Regions from separate parts of the Gossypium hirsutum genome. Here region 1 is linked to region 2. The links are chromatin contacts, called in public Hi-C maps. All regions are on one chromosome and are shown on one strand. The core of a region is the stretch at or near the end of the contact, and the rest is flanking DNA. Distances in the headings are between cores, read along the strand shown. Region 1 holds the start of LOC107899499 (thaumatin-like protein 1). Region 2 holds the start of LOC107899504 (probable 2-oxoglutarate-dependent dioxygenase SLC1).

Evidence for each region. Hi-C and Micro-C count contacts between places; a contact is called where the count stands out from the background.
Region 1: a Hi-C map of leaf shows a contact between it and region 2, with 2.6 times the contacts expected there. The contact joins the promoter of LOC107899499 here to the promoter of LOC107899504 in region 2. A contact is called at or near these places in 3 of 34 Hi-C or Micro-C datasets (all in leaf).

The regions. Positions count from the first base shown.
Region 1 is chrD04:40,349,988-40,353,831 of Gossypium_hirsutum_v2.1, reverse strand. LOC107899499 (thaumatin-like protein 1) reads right to left here and starts at 1,614. Exons shown (of 2, transcript XM_016825228.2): 1 at 1,566-1,614; 2 at 736-1,421. The coding sequence starts at 1,614. The coding sequence ends at 736. It overlaps LOC107899498, which reads right to left and starts at 1,655. Exons shown (of 11, transcript XM_041091153.1): 1 at 1,566-1,655; 2 at 497-1,421; 3 at 245-380. The coding sequence starts at 287.
Region 2 is chrD04:40,057,011-40,060,332 of Gossypium_hirsutum_v2.1, reverse strand. LOC107899504 (probable 2-oxoglutarate-dependent dioxygenase SLC1) reads right to left here and starts at 1,278. Exons shown (of 3, transcript XM_016825234.2): 1 at 1,109-1,278; 2 at 149-1,019; 3 at 1-71. The coding sequence starts at 1,012.

The DNA.
Region 1 (3,844 bases), core at 365-2,864, 290 kb before region 2:
AATATTTCTCCTCAAATAATATCCAAGATATCCATTTAGGGTCATTGACACCGTAACAATTACCCAATTCACAAGAGAATTTCATTCTTTAAGGAACAATCCTTCCTCTATAATCAAGAGTAACATAAAATTTGTGACTCCAGCAACATTTAAACATACCAAATTACACCAAAAAGATACGAAAGGTGATAGAATATGCGCAAGAGAGAGAGAGAGAGAGAGAGAGAGAGAGAAATTGAAATACCAGAAGCGGATGGGGAAGCATGGGAAGAAAAAGAGTAAGGCATAGGTTCAGCTTTCCTGGGCAGCTTACTGAAGTTTGGAGCATTTTCAATTTGATTCAATCCCTTTACCTTTTGCTTCTTCTTCCCGGGTGATTTCTTCTTTGCCATTGATGTAGACAGTTAGGCGATTGAGGGGGGGGAAAGGGTTTCCAAGAGGAACCCTAGAATTAGAAAATAAAAGAAGAGGGGAGAGTCTTGAGTCAGATGCTTACCAGTTACAACGTGAGAAATTGGGCTGAAATGGTCCACGTTTCGTGTCTTTTATTTTACTTACCTTTTTCCAACTCTGTTGCTGTATTCAATACTCTGCTGTCAACCAAAATAACAGTTTTTTTTCTGGGTTCAACTTAATTTGATTCATTCAGGATTATTTAACAACAGGACTTTGCATTTATTTAGTTATAGTTAAGCGCTGCAAATAAGAATTATTACAATGCCTGAATTGGTACAGTTATAAAGGACAGAATGTAACATTGTAAGCACTTGCCCCACTGCATTTGTATATTGGAGGATCGTTGTCTCCCGGATATGTATCTGCCAACGGACAAAGTTCCTTAAATCTTTTTGAGAAGTCATTAGGCTGGCAAGCCTGCCCCGTAAAGCTTCCGGTGCAACAATATTTGGGATCTTTCAACGCATCACATGGACTATTGCATCCCACATAGGCTCGATTTTTGTTTATAGCCACCAAGGATGGAGGGCACACATCTCCCATATCCTTGATGCAGTCAACTACGGGGCACACTCCGGACCCTCCAGCCAATGTGCCACCAATCGGTTGAATTCGGACTGGCACATTGAACCCATGGTTCAGGCTCACTTCGTAAGAGACCACATTCTGGTTAATGTCGAAATTCAGGAGTGTCACTGGTGGTTTTGGTGGTGGAGATTGGCAATCGACCGAGCCAGACCCACAGTCTCCGGTCTCGCAAGTGAAATTAACTTGGGAAGCATCGTACGAGCATTTCGTCCGTAACCAGAGGCTACCGGTCCAAGGATCTGGCATGGAGAATATTTCCAATGTGCCTGGCCCCCTTTCGGGATCACCATCGCCAATGGAAGGACTGGCTGATAGCCACACAGAGAATGAGCATTCATTGTCAAAGTTGAAGGTTAAATCAGATTGCACAAAATTACCTGTAAATTTAGATCAGCAATTAAGATGTCAGTCTCTCAACTTCAAAAATCTATGCAATTCAAGTAGACAAATCTTAATGTTTATCAATTGAGTTAAGCCTAATTTGCCATTGATACTAACAAAAAAAATAGGATAATAGCAACCTGAAATAACTAATATGAGGACAAGACTGAAAATTGCTTTACTGCCCATTGAAGCTTGAACCTTAAGTTTTAGATGGATATATACAATTTACATGCTTTAGAATGGGGATTATATACAAAACAGCTATTTATTTTTGGTAAAAACAAATAAGGCATAATTTGTAAGGTATCAAATTGAAAATTCATAATTTTATTAGTGGATTTTATATTAAAAGGATACCTTAAGTGTAAGAAGTAAATTAACCAATTGAAAAGGAAATTCATAACTTTATTAGTGGATTTTATATTAAAAGGATGCCATAAATGGAAGAAGAAGAAGAAGCGTATCTTTTACCTTAATTATGATTTCACCACCTGTTTAAGTTTATCTTATTTTGTATCCAACCAAATTTATCTTCTTTTTTTTTTTGAGAAAACCTAAATTACTGTGGTCCTTAATTACCAAAGAAATTACTATGGTCCTTTGACCCCAAAAAAAACAGGGTAAAAATACACTTGCATATACAATAATTATTTAGCTATACCTATTCCATAATATTATATAATGGAATGTTGTGAGAAATATTATTTTCCAAGTTATAATTCTAGAATTATATTAACAATTAAAATATATTAGAATTTACCGTTACCTTATAAAACATATACAATAAATTTAAATCGAATTGATATGATAAGATTTGAACTTTATTGAAAATGATTATCTATTATGGAATGTTTCACTCCCTCAATGGAATGTATTGTTCTTGTGGGGGGTTTGTCTTCCAAACTCCAAAGAAACTTAAAGAGTTCGCAGAATTTAGAGAGCGCATCAGTTGATAGTAGATATAACCTGAAGTCTCACAAGGTAAAGTCATGCTTAATTAATATTTTACATAATGCTAACACTTATCCCATAAACTTGCAAATTGTATTTATATCAATCGAGACGCTCATTAAACTCCATGAACCTCCTTGGACTCTTTTTCAAAATACAAGAGACAAAGCACCTCACGAAAACATTACTTTAAGAGACTTCATTGCAAATACTCATAAATAATAATATTGTAGACAACTAATCAGAATTAATATGGAAATAAATCTCCTTACATATTTGAAGTTTTTAGGCAAATTCAAAGGTAAAAATATGGGGTAAATTATATCTTTATTGATTCTAACTTACATAGAAGTATGGGAAAACCCGAAAAGTATATCTCATTCCCACCCATGAAAGCAAAACGACATTTACGTATGAGATTGTAAATGACTAAAATATGGAACAACTATGGTCTCTTAAAGGAAAAGAAAAAAAATAAAAGAAATTAATAACGTTTTTATTTATATCTAATACCAATTATATATATAGTATATTTAGGGTGAGTTTAGACGGACGGTGCATTTACCTGCAGTTAATATAAAAATAGCAGTAATGGTAAGATTAAATACTGTAATGATATTGTAATGTGAGACAAAAAGTAAACTAAACACACAGCACTGCACCACACCGCACCGTTCATCCAAACCCACCATTAGTCAAATACACCAAATCAGTTTACAAATGCAAAAAAATATGTGTTAATACAATAAAAATGTCTTTTGGTATATTTTTCATCTCAAACTATATATTGTAATTGATGGGCGTCGAAACCACCAAATATAAAATCCTACACTCTTAACTTAATTAAATAGTAGTATAGAGTAATAAGGTCGATCCCACAGGGACTGGGTTACTAATTTTCCTGTTTCCTTGACCAAATTTCTGAGTCTAGGTAGTTGTCGTGCCCTCGACCTGTGCGTGTAAAACTGTAAAATAAATGAAAGGGGGAATTTAGTTGATAGAGAAAATAAAATAAACAATAATATAATATAATATAATAAAAACGGATTTGAGATTGCAAAATAAAATTAAGTGAATTAAATCAAATTAGGGAATTAAATATATTAAAATTTAGCCTCAGCCTTGGTATGCTCCGAACTTGAACCGGTCCTTGAAAAATAGTTTTTCCCTTCCAATCAATAAGTTGGTTATAGCGACCAAGGATGCATCAACCGTCAACTTTCCATCTTGTAGTCGATTCCGGTACGACCTGTAAATCAACTGTTGTCGAATTTCTAACCACGTGAAACGTGCACGTAATTTAATATTTCGACAGCTTTGCGAAAATCCCAACTCGAACTAATGGCCTTAACAGCGCGGGTCAATTAAATCCGATCACTACATCCTTTGACGAAATCCAACTAGCTTTTTCCAATTGAACACGCCAATTTGTTCGCAAGAATTCAAGTACAGCACGATCGACCCA
Region 2 (3,322 bases), core at 29-2,528:
GATAGTCGTGGCTTTGCTGGGTTCACAAATACTCTGTGCAGCACACTTTTGTATCTCCCGTTGCTAAATATCTGCAAATAACACAAACCAAACTCAGTAATCATATAACATAAGCCCAGTTGCTAAATGAGTTGAAATTAGAGGTCACCTCAAGGTGATCACCGACGTTAACCACGAAGGAATTGGGCATAGGTTCAACAGTGATCCATTTGCCTTTGTATTGGATTTGTAAACCCTCGACTTCATCCTGGAGAAGAAGGGTCAAGAAACCGTAATCCGAGTGTGGTGGCATTCCTAAGGTGAGGTCAGGTTCAGGGCAGGGAGGGAAACAGTTAACCACCATTAGCTGGCTTCCATCATGGAACTGCTTTAGTATTTCATCATCTTCTTCTGTCTTTTCCTCAGTGGTGGCACCCCACAGGCCCAGGCTCTCCAGGATGGCCTCCGTGATCCTTATAAACAACCACTTGGTTTCTCTTGCGTAGGTAGCCGCCACTTCCTTGAAGTCCATGGGACAGGAAGGCCAATGAGGGAGAACATCCGACAATGGATGGCAGACAAGCTTTAAGAAATCTCTCCAACAGAACACTGAATCTTTTCTCTGGTTTAAGCTAGTCCCATATCGAACAGGGGAGGTCATGTCGGATGACATGTACTTTGCTCTTTCCTCGTACGGGAGACCGAAGAACCTGGTACTCACATCGATCATGCTTCTTATAGCTTCAATGGGGATACCGTGATTCACCACCTGAAAGAATCCATATTCTTCGCAAGCAGAGGAGAGGGAGTTGAGGACTTGGGACCGATTCGGGCCTTGTAATTCACCAAAATCGATTACAGGCAGTTTAAGACTAGACTTAGCCGCATTTGGATGCTCTTTATCTACTTTGGGTCGATCCGAAATTGGCAATATGTACTTGTTGGGAAGTTTGCTAACTCCATTTTCGAAAAGATGCTTCACTCCTTTCTGGAACTCATCATCGTTAGTTAGTGCCATTGCAGGGGGACACATGAATTCCCTGTTCATAAAAACAAAAAAAGTAATTCACAATATAAGTTAATGTTTGCATATGAATATGAAAGAAATGAAGAAAGACCGAGTACCCACCTAATAAAGAAAGGAAATGAAGCAAGTGGGAGGGAATAGGGATGTGAATGAAGGAGGGGGGGTTTGGAGTTTGATGTATTTATAGGAGAGAATGGAGGGAAGGGAAGACTACAGGAGCAAGTTTTGGGGAAAAAACCGGATTCGGATTTATGGATCCCAGGAACTGACTGCTTCCATTATGTAAACCAAAACCGTTGACAGATAATGAGTCAAAATCATTGAGGAATGTAGGGACTACAAAATTCTACCTAAAAATTAATCAGTCAAATCTTCTATTTCCTCCTCATTACTATTAACTTGGTAATTTGTTTGGTTTTACAACTTAAGAAATTCTTTTATTTACCCTTTGAATGTAAAAATCATCATCAAATTTAAATTATGTACTATAATCTATTTAATTAAATTCACATTTAGACAAATAATATAACTCTTTCTCATCTGTCTCATGTCTCTGACTTTTTGCATGCAGCTCATCGTCAGTGGGGTCCCTTTCCTATCTTCGCTCACTACAAATGAAAATGTTTTCTCTTCATTTAGGAAATTTTTTATTTTGAGTTTGGGCTTATTCTCGGTCAAAGAACAAGTTATACCTTTAATTATTACCACACCACTAGTTTTCTCTGTTAAGAGCTCAAACTTATGTCTAACTTAAAGATACCTATGTGAAGAAATTAAATTAAGAGATATGTTTTTTCTACCATTTACAGCATCACTTGTGATTTTAACCTTTCATTCCTAAGTTAGATCGAATATCTAAATAATTTAATATTATTTTATCTACTTAAAAAATTTAAACTCTAAACCTATAAATGGGTTTGGTATCCAGATTCATTTACGAAATCGTACAAGTCTGTGAAGCTAATAAATATTGCATCGGTGTAAATTGACTACTCCCCCTTTTAATGGTCCCCTAAGAAAAAACCCATCAAGTTTTGGATTCGATCGACACAGCTACAATGCGTTTTGCTGGCTGTTGTTTTTGCACACAAGTTCGGAAACAATAAAACAAATGAATTTACGAATTATTTTCGAAAATTCCAAAACAAAACACGACGACACATAAGCTTACAAAAAAGGAAGAAAAAGGTTGTCGACATCAAAACATAGAGTTGACAAGTTGTGGTATCACTTATTTTAATTATTTTCCATAACATACAATATAAAAAACTTGTTTCGCATTGGTTTAAACTAAATATTTTACAGATATATTATGAACTCTATGAATTTCAAATACAGTTCATGCTCGTGACTATACGTTGGATCAACCGACCAACCAATAAGCAACTCATTTACACGTAAATTTCGTCAAAATAGCAATGGATTATTACTATATAATTCAGAAACCACTAGGGTTTATGGTTTACAAGTTCGCTACAGTTCTCTGATGGACGCTCATCTCCTTGTTACCCTATACATACTTTTGACCATTTTTTGGTGAAAATATTATTTTAAAATTTTGAATTGGAAATCAAGTTTTTAAATTTGTTGATCAAGGGCGAAGGGATTAAATAGAGCTTTTTCATATTTTGAGAAGATAAAGTACAATTTTATCAAAGATTAATTTATAATTTAATTATTTCTAAAGAAACTAAATTGAATATTTTTAATTTTAGGGGCAAAGCCATCTCCAGCCCCTGGCTTCACCTTTGCGATTAGTGTCATGGATGTGACGGTAGGGATGAAACCAGAAATATTATGAAGGGGGATAAGATTCAAGTTTGTAGATTACACAACGATCCAATTTTTAGTTTTTATTATTGAAAGATTTTGCTTCAAGTTCAATTTGGATTAACTCTGGTGACCATTTTCACAATTAAAAGAAATTAAAATTTGTTTTTATATTAGTATTTATATATTTCAAAATTAATTTAATTAAAATATATTTTTTATCATCCAATAGTAACTCAACTTGAGTTGGCTGAAATAGATATTTCAATGTCACTTTAATCTAATTAAATTAGGCTGTATTTGATAAAAGTGTTAGAAAAAATTCAATTATTTTCGTATTCTATTTATTATCATTATCAAATAATTTAATTAAATTCAATATTTAATTTTTAATGATATACTTAACTAATTTTATAAATTAAATTACGCAATTAATGATCTTGCCACTTAACTAAAAAGTTGTTGACAACAATTATTTTTCAGTATTTATTTTTTAATATTTAATTTTTTAATTTATCAAATACATAACTTGACTACGTGTATAAG